Regions from separate parts of the Ovis aries genome. Here region 1 is linked to region 2. A link is a contact called in public Hi-C data. All regions are on one chromosome and are shown on one strand. Each heading gives the region's core, a stretch centred on a gene start, on an enhancer-like site or on the middle of the called end of the contact. The rest is flanking DNA. Distances are from core to core; before and after follow the strand shown. Region 1 holds the start of MAFB (MAF bZIP transcription factor B). Region 2 has its middle 160 kb from the start of MAFB.

What was found. Hi-C and Micro-C count contacts between places; a contact is called where the count stands out from the background.
Region 1: a Hi-C map of tail adipose tissue shows a contact between it and region 2, with 3 times the contacts expected there. The contact joins the promoter of MAFB here to the enhancer-like site in region 2. A contact is called at or near these places in 2 of 16 Hi-C or Micro-C datasets (liver and tail adipose tissue).

What each region holds. Positions count from the first base shown.
Region 1 is chr13:69,373,179-69,378,064 of ARS-UI_Ramb_v3.0, reverse strand. MAFB (MAF bZIP transcription factor B) reads left to right here and starts at 2,026. Exons shown (of 1, transcript XM_012189206.4): 1 at 2,026-4,886. The coding sequence starts at 2,406. The coding sequence ends at 3,377.
Region 2 is chr13:69,213,827-69,219,130 of ARS-UI_Ramb_v3.0, reverse strand. No RefSeq gene overlaps it. Among named protein-coding and RNA genes, the nearest start is that of MAFB, 160 kb to the left of the region's middle. Within about 2 kb of position 3,075, at least 3 of the 54 cell types and tissues checked have an H3K27ac peak or open chromatin away from gene starts, as enhancers often do. A contact at or near this core is called in tail adipose tissue, where this site is marked.

The DNA of each region.
Region 1 (4,886 bases), core at 777-3,276, 160 kb before region 2:
GGCTGCGGGAGAACGAGGCAGGGACCCGCAGGGTGCTTGTCCGGAGCGCCCACCTTCGAGCAGGGGCGGGGCGGCGGCATGGCCGGGACTCTCCTGGGAAACAGCCTAATCTTTTCTGCGGAGAGCACCCTTCGCGTAGAGGATTGAAGACCGGCTCTTCCAGCATTACAGCTGCTGATCCAAACCTTTCAGTCCCACTCTTAGTTCAAATATATTAATTTTATTAAAAATAGAAGGCCCAGGGTCACACCTCACTCCAGTCTTACCGGGGGCGCAAGAGAACAGAGTTTTCAAAATTGACTGGAGGCAAATATTTTACCTTCTCACACTTAAAACACCACATCTGGCCGTCGCCGCATGAGCGTGCCCACCTGATTCTGGAGTCGGTCTTGCGGGGGGGTGGGGATCCTGCATAGGCGGCGGCCGGGACACACTCACCCAGCGCGCGCTTCTTCTGTCTTTTGCTGCGCTCGTGCAAAGTGGAAGAGCAGAAGGCAACGCCGGAGGCGGGTCGTGTCTCCGGTTACAGCGAATTCGCGATTTTTCCGGCTTCTGCGCCCTGGCCGGGGTCTCCAGAGCTCATATTTCGGGCCACCCTGTACCCGATAGAGAAAGTGCGCAGCGCCCAGGCACTGTATGGATGCTTCGGTGCGGTGCGCTCAGGGGTCTCCGTCTGCGCTCGGGGTTGGTTTCTCATCGGACAATCCTGGGGCCCCTCGCTGTGGCGTTTCCACTTTCGGCCATCCGTCTAATTCGGCCTAGGACCTTCCCGTGCGAGGTGCCGCCTCCAGGCATCCCTCCCTGCTCCTCCGACCCCTGACCCCCCCGGAGCCGGAGCGCGGAGTTTCATGGAGGGAGATCAGCGCGGAACTCGGGGCTGAGGCGGAGGACCGAACTGAGAACCTGTGCGTGGCTCTAGAAGAAACTGTCTTGGGCTCCGGTGCACACACAGACTGCGTTCCGGGCCGCCTTGGGTTGGGCCGGTTGGGAAGACCCACCTGGGTCCGAGTGGTCAGTAGAGCCTTCCCGCTGCGGGCCCCGCGATTCGGCGCGTCTTGGCGCACAGTGGCCACTTGGAGTCGCACTTTATGCCTGTTTGAGCCTCTCCTTCTCCGGCTGACGCCGGGATCTGCTTAATCGTTACAAAACGTTCAAACAAAAACAGGGCCGGTTTCCCAGCAGCCGGGAGCCACCCAGAGCACCATCCTGCACTGGCCTCAGTGCCCAGCCATGGAGAACTCAGTGGATTCTCCGCGTTTGGCTGGGGAGAGGGCTTCGGAACCTTTGGACCAGCTCTTCTCCCGCTCCCTTCATCTCATGCATTTGTGGGTGGGGTGTGCGGGGAACCGAGGCCGATCTCAGGACTTGGCCACCGCACCCGCCAGGAGGAGGACAGCTCCCGCTTGGCCTCGAGGAGGGTCCCCTGAGACTGAGTTGGATTTGAACACAAATCTCGGAGTCCCAACCCCGCCACCCCAACACACAAATATGCGCAGACTTGCAGAAACACAGCTAGGCACTGCACATACGAGGCCGCTCGGCACACGGTGCATCTCCCACCGAGCAGGGGACGCTTGGGAACAATGGACTCGAGAGGTGTCGTCCCGGCGCTCATTCTGAGCCTCTGGGGCTTGGGGGACACGGGTTGGGGGAACCAAGGGTAAAGAGGGAGGAGAGCGCGCGAAGGAAGTGGTGGAGGCGGCGGCCAGGCCTGGGGCAGGGAGGGGGCGCGCACCGAAGGCGAGAGGGCGGGGGCCGGGACACCGAGGGGGGGGTGTGGGGGCTGGGCCCGGGCCGGCGGTCCCTCTCGGCTTCAGCCCTCCGCCAGGCCTCGGCGGCTCTCCGGCTGCTAGCGCCGCCAGTCAGCTGACTCGGGGGGCGGAGGAGCTGTCAGGCGCGCCCCGCCCTGCGCCGCCCGGCAGCGGGGCCCGTGCAGCCATTGGCCAGCGCGCTGGGCTGCCCGGGCCCCCGCGCCCCGGTGACATCAGGGAGGAGATAAAAGGCAGCAGCGGCGCCGGATCCCGCACAGCTGCACCGCCGGGCTGCGAGCGGCTGCGATCCAGAGAGCCCAAGAGCAAGAGAGCTAGAGAGCGAGCGGCTGGCGCTTGCCCGGCGCCTCCCCTCCGCCCAGCCGCGCGCCCCGCTCGCTTCTCCACCCACTCCCGGCCCTGCCCGGCCCCGGCGCGGCCACAGCCCCGAGCTCTAGGGCGGCGCAGGCAGGCTCGGGATTCTCCGGCGCGCCGCCGCGTCCCCAGACAAAGGCTTGGCCGGCGGCCCCGGCCCGCTGCGCCCTCGGCTCCTCGCCTCCCGGGCTCGCCGCTCTTTGCCCCGGCTCCCGGCTCGGCGCGTCCCGGCCGGCCGCAAAGTTTCCCGGGCGGCGGCGGCGGCTGCGCCTCGCGTTAGCGATGGCCGCGGAGCTGAGCATGGGGCCGGAGCTGCCCACCAGCCCGCTGGCCATGGAGTACGTCAACGACTTCGACCTGCTCAAGTTCGACGTAAAGAAGGAGCCGCTGGGGCGCGCGGAGCGCCCGGGCCGGCCCTGCACGCGCCTGCAGCCAGCCGGCTCGGTGTCGTCCACACCGCTCAGCACGCCGTGCAGCTCGGTGCCCTCGTCGCCCAGCTTCAGCCCCACCGAACAGAAGACTCACCTTGAGGACCTGTACTGGATGGCGAGCAACTACCAGCAGATGAACCCCGAGGCGCTCAACCTGACGCCCGAGGACGCGGTGGAGGCGCTCATAGGCTCGCACCCAGTGCCCCAGCCGTTGCAGAGCTTCGACGGCTTCCGCGGCGCGCACCACCACCATCACCACCATCACCCACATCCACACCACGCGTACCCCGGCCCCGGAGTGGCTCACGAAGAGCTGGGCCCGCACGCGCACCCGCACCATCACCACCACCACCAAGCGTCGCCGCCGCCGTCCAGCGCGGCCAGTCCCGCGCAGCAGCTGCCCACTAGCCACGCCGGGCCTGGCCCGCACGCGGCGGCCGCGGCGACGGCGGCTGGTGGTAGCGGCAGCGTGGAGGACCGCTTCTCCGACGACCAGCTCGTGTCCATGTCCGTGCGCGAGCTGAACCGCCACCTGCGGGGCTTCACCAAGGACGAGGTGATCCGCCTGAAGCAGAAGCGGCGGACCCTGAAGAACCGGGGCTACGCCCAGTCGTGCAGGTATAAACGCGTCCAGCAGAAACACCACCTGGAGAATGAGAAGACGCAGCTCATTCAGCAGGTGGAGCAGCTTAAGCAGGAGGTGTCCCGGCTGGCCCGCGAAAGAGACGCCTACAAGGTCAAGTGCGAGAAACTCGCCAACTCCGGCTTCAGGGAGGCGGGCTCCACCAGCGACAGCCCCTCCTCTCCCGAGTTCTTTCTGTGAGTCGTGGCCGCTCCCGGCCCCCACCCTTGCCCCGGCCCGGACTCCCCCGTCCCGTATCCCCAGCCCCGGACTCCCCCGGACCCTGTCCCTGCCACGGCCCCAGCCTTGACCTGTTCGACTAGAGGGAGGAAGGGCGCGCGGGACGCGGGCGACGGGAGGGCGCGCGGGCAGGCAGGGGACCTTGGCCAAATCGAGCGCGGCGCGCGCCAGCGCCGCCTCCTAGACTCGAGCAGAGCCAGAGAGAGGCAAGGGGGTGGGAAGTCCCAGAGCAACTTTTCTCCAGGCTGGAGGGCGGCAAGGCATAGTCGCGAGGAGTCGCCAAGGCCGTCTGGAGACTCCTGGCTTCCTGAACTTTTGCGCGTTAAGCCGGGGCAGCTGCCTCGCAGTCCGGAGCGTAATCCAGCCCAGCAACAGAGCAGCGAGGAGAGGAAAGGAGAAGGGACCCTGGCGGCCCGTTCCGGCAGGCGCGAGGCGAGGCTGAGCGAAGGAAAGACAGAGGCGGACCTCTCTGTCCAGGGTCCGGAGAACACTGGCTTTCAGCCCCGAGACGCGGGCCTCAGTTAGGACGTTCTGCGCGCAAATCTCATCAATTTTATTGCCTGCTCGATTATATAGAAAAAAATACGAAAATCTGCATTAAAAATATTAATCCTGCATGCTGGACATGTATGGTAATAATTTCTATTTTGTACCATTTTTCTTGTTTACCTTTAGCATGTTGTTGATCATGGATCATAACCCCCTTGTTTTCTTTGGGTGAGAAGGATCGCAGTTCGGAAACTCCGGCGGGCGGCCGCTTGTCCGGTTGCAGTCTATCGGCTGTCGGCTTGTAAATACCCGCCCCGCCAAACCGCTTAGAGAACGTGGCAGCAAGTGGAGTGTCTTTGTTTGGGTTTATTATTACGGCATTTTTTTTTCTTTTGTAAGTAAAAAAAACAAAAGTTCTGGGTATTTGCATCAGAAAACAACTTTGTCTTGGGGCACCCTTGGAAGTTGCATGTTTCCCCCCCCTCCCCCACCCTCTTTGGTCCTCCCTTCCTCCCCGACTGTTTGACTTTTCAATTTTGTTTTTGATGGGAGAAAGAGGACTGGGGTCCCAGTTCCTGAGTGCAAGGGCAGGGCAATTGCTGAGTACCAGTGTGTGCAGAGTTTCACACTCGGGATGTGCAGGAGTGCCCTCCTGTCAGCTGGTCTTAGGGCTCAATTGACACCCCTAACAAGAAAAGGAAGGAAAGCAGGTCTTGCTTGCCTTTTATTGCAACCAGAATCACTCCCAGGGTCCCCACGACACCCTCCAGGCCGGCACTCATTGCTGGGGCCAAAGAGCTCCTAGGGCTACCGGCTTCATCAGCCCGGACAGCCCAACTTATGTTGAACCAACCGCCACACTCAGAAAGTGCTAGAAACCCCAACATTGGCAAGACATTTTGCAACTTTCAAGTGCGTTCTTTAGATCTGTATGTTACGTGTGTTTTCTTTCCCTGCTTTGGAGATGGCGGGCGAGTTATT
Region 2 (5,304 bases), core at 1,826-4,325:
GCACTGCCCCAGGGACTACTTGTTGGCAGCACTTTAGTATTTAGTTTGAGTTACAGTGTGTGTTCTGGAACAATAAAAAGGCAGTCCATTTTTAAAAAAAGTGCAATTCACTTCTCCGTATTCTAAGTGGTCTTCTGTCTCATTAGCCTGGAGTCACTTTAAACTCACTTGCATTGTTGTTTAAACGACAGGGCATGATGCTCTAGGTTGAATGGGAGAGCCTGTGGTGGTCGGGGAGGGGTTGTGGGGTGCTGATGCAAATTGTTGCTCACTCAGTCATGTCCAACTCTTTGCAATCCCATGGACTGCAACATACCAGGCTTCCCTGTCCTTCACCATCTCCCAGAGTTTGCTCAAACTCATGCCCATTGAGTTGGTGATGCCATCCAACCATCTCATCCTGTGTTGTCTCCTCCTCTTGCCTTCAATCTTTCCTAGCATCAGGGTCTTTTCTAATCAGTTGGCTGTTTGTATCAGATGGCCAAAGTATTGGAGCTTCAGCTGAAGCATCAGTCCTTCCAGTGAATGAATATTCAGGGTTGATCTCCTTTAGGATTGACTGGTTTGATCTGCTTTCAGTCCAAGGGACTCTCAAGAGTCTTCTCCAACACCACAGTTCAAAAGCATCAGTTCTTTGGTGCTCAGCCTTCCTTATGGTCCAACTCTCACATTGGAAAAACCATAGCTTTAACTATATGGATCTTTGTCGTATAGTCAAATTAGATAATTAGGTAAATAAAAATAAACTCCCTTAACCAGTCTCCTGGTGTTGTATTTCTCCCATCCAAAGAATCTAGTTGAATAAGAAGATTAAAGAAAGTAAATAGTGAAAGAAGAGTGTCAATTGAAAAAAATAAAAGCACATCCTAAAGGTTGAGATTTTATGTTTTATTCAGTGGCCTTACTGAAGATTGTAGCCCTGGAAATAGCCTCTCTGGCAGCTCTGAGGGGCTGTTCCAAAAAGGTAAGGGAGGAGCCAGGATACATAGGAGTTTTTGCTGAATAAACAAACAAAAATATGGTCAAGCATCAAGGTGCTCAGTCACTCGGTAGTGTCCTACTCTGTGACCCCATAGATTGTAGCCTCCCAGGCTCCTCTGTCCCTGGGATTCTCCAGGCAAGAATACTGGAGTGGGTTGCCATTTCCTTCTCCAGGGGTTACTGCTAATCACAAAAATTAGACACTTCAAGTTAGTGACTTTAGCACTTTTCCATGTGTAGGAAGATACAAGAGTCTGGGCTCACTGAAATAATTCCTTTGATATGCATTTTAACTATGTAGGACCAGTATCCTGTACAGCAGGGTACACTGGGGTGGGGGTGGGGGTGGGGCAGCTGCAGTGGCTGATGACTTGATGGCAGGCAACATTCTTTGTTTACTGAAAATGATAGGTGACATTTTTTGTCCCTAGAGGAATGGGTGAGAAGGTAGATCAGCTTCAAGCTAATCCATCCTATCAGTGATCTTGTTGTTTAGTCGCCAAGTTGTGTCCGACTCTTTGTGACCCCACGGAGTATAGCCCACCAAGCTCCTCTGTTCATGGGATTTCCCAGGCAAGAATACTGGAGCGGGTTGTCATTTCCTTCTCCGGGGGATCTTCCCAACCCACGGATGGAACCTGCGTCTCGTCTCCTTCATCGGCAGGTGAATTCTTTACCGCTGAGCCACCAGAAAAGCCAGCCCTCTCCAATTTAGCAATTCCTTCAGGAACTGAATAAAGGTTTACAAAACTTGCACATCTCATGTTTACTTTTTTTCACTCTTTCTTGTGTTACAGCCCCTAAATCTTACTGCGCAGTGTAAAATACTACCTCCCAAACTTAATGGCATTTGGAAAATGACTTATGTGACTGCTGGTCTTATGCTTAGTCACTCAGTCATGCCCAATTCTTTGGGATCCTATGGCCTGTGGCCTGCCAGTCTCCTCTGTCCATGGGGATTCTCCAGGCAAGAATACTGGAGTGGATTGCATTTCCTCCTCCAGGAGATCTTCCTGACCCAGGAAATGAACCTGCATCTCCTTTGTCTCCTGCATTGGGATTCTTTACCCACTGAGCCATCGCAGCTGGACTTTCCTGGGGTTAATCTTGTGACTCCATTCAGCTGGGTGTTGGGCTCAAGTGGAACATAGGTGCCTGGGACCATCTTCAGGGCCTGGGGTCAATCTGCCCTTCATGCAGATAAAGTGATCTCATTGGCAAATCTAAGTCACATGTCAGTGTGGGGATAGTTCTACACAACCATGGATTCTGAGAAGGGGTATTCGTTGAGGGTGGTTAATGTGATAATCTATCTTGATTGTCTATGCAACATTTCCAGAGAAGGCAATGGCGACCCACTCCAGTACTCTTGCCTGGAAAATCCCATGGACGGAGGAGCCTGATAGGCTGCAGTCCATGGAGTCACTGAGTCGGACACGACTGAGCGACTTCACTTTCACTTTTCACTTTCATGCACTGGAGAAGGAAATGGCAACCCACTCCAGTGTTCTTGCCTGGAGAATCCCAGGGACAGGGGAGCCTGGTGGGCTGCCATCTATGGGGTCGCGCAGAGTTGGACATGACTGAAACGACTCAGCAGCAGCAGCATGCAACATTTCAAAAATTTGTAACTGTGAGTTCACTGAATTGTAGAGTGATGATGATGAAGATGCTGATAGTAATCATAATACTATTTTAAACAATGCACACCATTTTATTTAGTATTTATTAAGTCCAGGGCCTTAAGTGATCCAACGAGGAATTTGATTTTACCAGCAACTCTACCAGGTCAGTACCATCCCCGGCTTATGGATGAGGAAACAGAGGCTCAGAAAAGGTGAGATACATTTCTCTAAGTGCATCTTGTGGCTGCAAGTGGGAGAGGCAGGGCCTGAATCTGGCCAAGAGATCTCAGGACAAAGCTAAATCACATTTCCAAAGCCAGTCCTTAGACTTGTTCAAGTGTAAGCAGCTTTCACCAAACAGAAGTTTGATGAGCCGAGCAGGAATGAATCAGAAACACGAGGCTGATGTTTGTCTTCATCTGCAAGGGGTTTTGGCAGTCTCCAGGCTCCCTTGGCAAGCAGGATTAGGGCGCTGCCAAAACCTGGAGTTCTGGCATGATAGCGTGACCCTTCCGGTCAGGCCAGGCCTCCTGCCCGCCTTCCTGCTGTTCAAATCAGAGTCTCGGCCTCTCACGGCCTCTCCTGCTTCTTCACCTTTGAGCCTCGAAGACAGAGTGGCAGGAGGCGTCTCTGTAGCCTCATCATGTGTGGGGGAAAAATGGCACAGAGAGCTCTTTCCTGGAGCGTGGTCAATGCAGCAGTCCCCCCAGGTGCCAGGAAACCCAAGCCTTGGAAACTGTGGCTGCAGGTTCCATCCCCAGGTTGTGGGTAAGATGCTCAGATGGAGGAGGAAAGTGGTCCAACAGGAGGGCGGGGCTCACCGGGCAGACAGTGAGGTGGATCTCCCCTGATTTCTCTAAGATCCCTTTTCAGGCTGAAAAAGTTTGGAATTGATCTGGTTAATCAGGCTTTATTTTATTTTATTTTATGTAATTGCAAAGCTTCTCAGAACTTTCCCTCTTTTGACGAGACTGCCCAAAGTCTGGAGTAGGACTGGAATAGATTCAAGGTCATCGGACAGAGGAGCATTTTCTTGGGTGTTTTGTGGGACTGCTGTGCTGCGGGAGGAACTCAAAGGATGCTGTTTTAAGTGCGTTTGCCCGGAAAGTGCCAGAACACAAGCTCCATGACTGCAGAAATCTCATCTGTTTTTATTCATATCCCTGGAGTCCAGCCCTGTGTCTGGCTCAAGATAAGTGGAAAATAAGTAGTGGATAAATAAACAAATGAAGAAAAAAATGCAGGGCACTCACTGCTATCTTTTTTTTCTTCCTGTTTCCTTCTTTCTCTTCCTCCATCTCTACTTCCTTCCCTCCCTCCCTCTTCCCCTCCCTCCTTTCCTTCTTTGCTTCCAAGAATTTACTAGAACAGACACTATCCTAGCTCCTAGGGATGCTTTAGTGAACCAACACAGGTCTGCTGTGTGTTAACTAATGACTGTTTTGGATTGCAGGTGATGGACCACTTTTGCACCAGGAGCTGGACAAAGGTGAGAGGCTGAGGACTGCCCAGGCCCCTGGAGGACCAGAGAGAAGCCTGCTTAGAGCAGGCTGGCTACTTGTTTGTCCTGGTCAGCCCCGACTTGCCCCCTTAACATGCTATTGTCCTGAAGATCCCAGATACCCCAGATCTGGCAAAGCAGGCCCCTAGACCTCACTTCCCCTTGCTGCTGCTGCTGCTGAAGCCAAGGCTGGCCTGTGAACTCTCGGAGAGCAGGACCACATCGAACTTGCTCATTAGGGTACTTCCAGCACCTGGCAGGGACCTGGCAGTAATGACTATTGGACGAATGAAACTTGGGGGCAAAGCTCATTGAAGACATAAGTCCACATCCAGAGGGGAGAATGAAAAAAAAAAAGGCACTGGCTGAAGTTCTGGGAAGTTCCAGAGTTCTTGGTCATGGTTCTGGCTCGGAGGCTTGGGATGTCCCTCCGATAAGGGCTGCAGAAGGTCCCTGCTGACCTCCCTTACTCATTCCTGAGGCTGCAGCTCGGTCAATGAGTCTTCTCCCAGTATGACCAGCTTGTCTTGGCCCACAGATATCTCTTGGCCCCATAGAGCGCTATGCAGTTCCCCTGCAAGGAAAAACAAGGTTCTTGTCTCTGAAGGGAGAAAGATTGTGTGGCTTTCAGGTACAACTAACTCCCTGTTAGCTGAATGTTCCAGGTCTCAGAGACTCGTGGGGGGTCTCTGGGACCATCCGAATCTCATGTTGGCCCTCAGTGCCTGCGCTTGGTAGTGACAGTGGTTGGTTCCAACAAATGATGGAGCAAAGTCCCCTTGCTGGATTCAGGCCGTGGATCTGAAACCCGGGGGGAGGTCAACATTTTTAACACAAGAGTGGAAACCAGCTTCAGATCAGTATGGAGACTGTGAGGAACTGGGAGTCTGGGGCTCCCCCACAATATGCAGGGCTCTAGGCTACTCCCTGTTCTCGTGCCTCAGGCAGTCCTGCAAGGCAGAAGTTGCCGCTCCACTTCACAGATGAGAAAACTGAGTCTCAGTGCACACAAGTGACACACCCAGGTCCAAGTTGCTGAGATGGGATTTGAAATCAGGTGAGGAGAATCTGAAGCCCAGGTGATTTTCCGGTAGTCCTCTGACTCCTGTTACCAGAAAGGTGCCGTCCAAGATGACTTCCCTCCTCAGGTTTGGTGATGGAAGGGGGAGGCCCTGGGGAGAGATGGGGAGGTTGTGA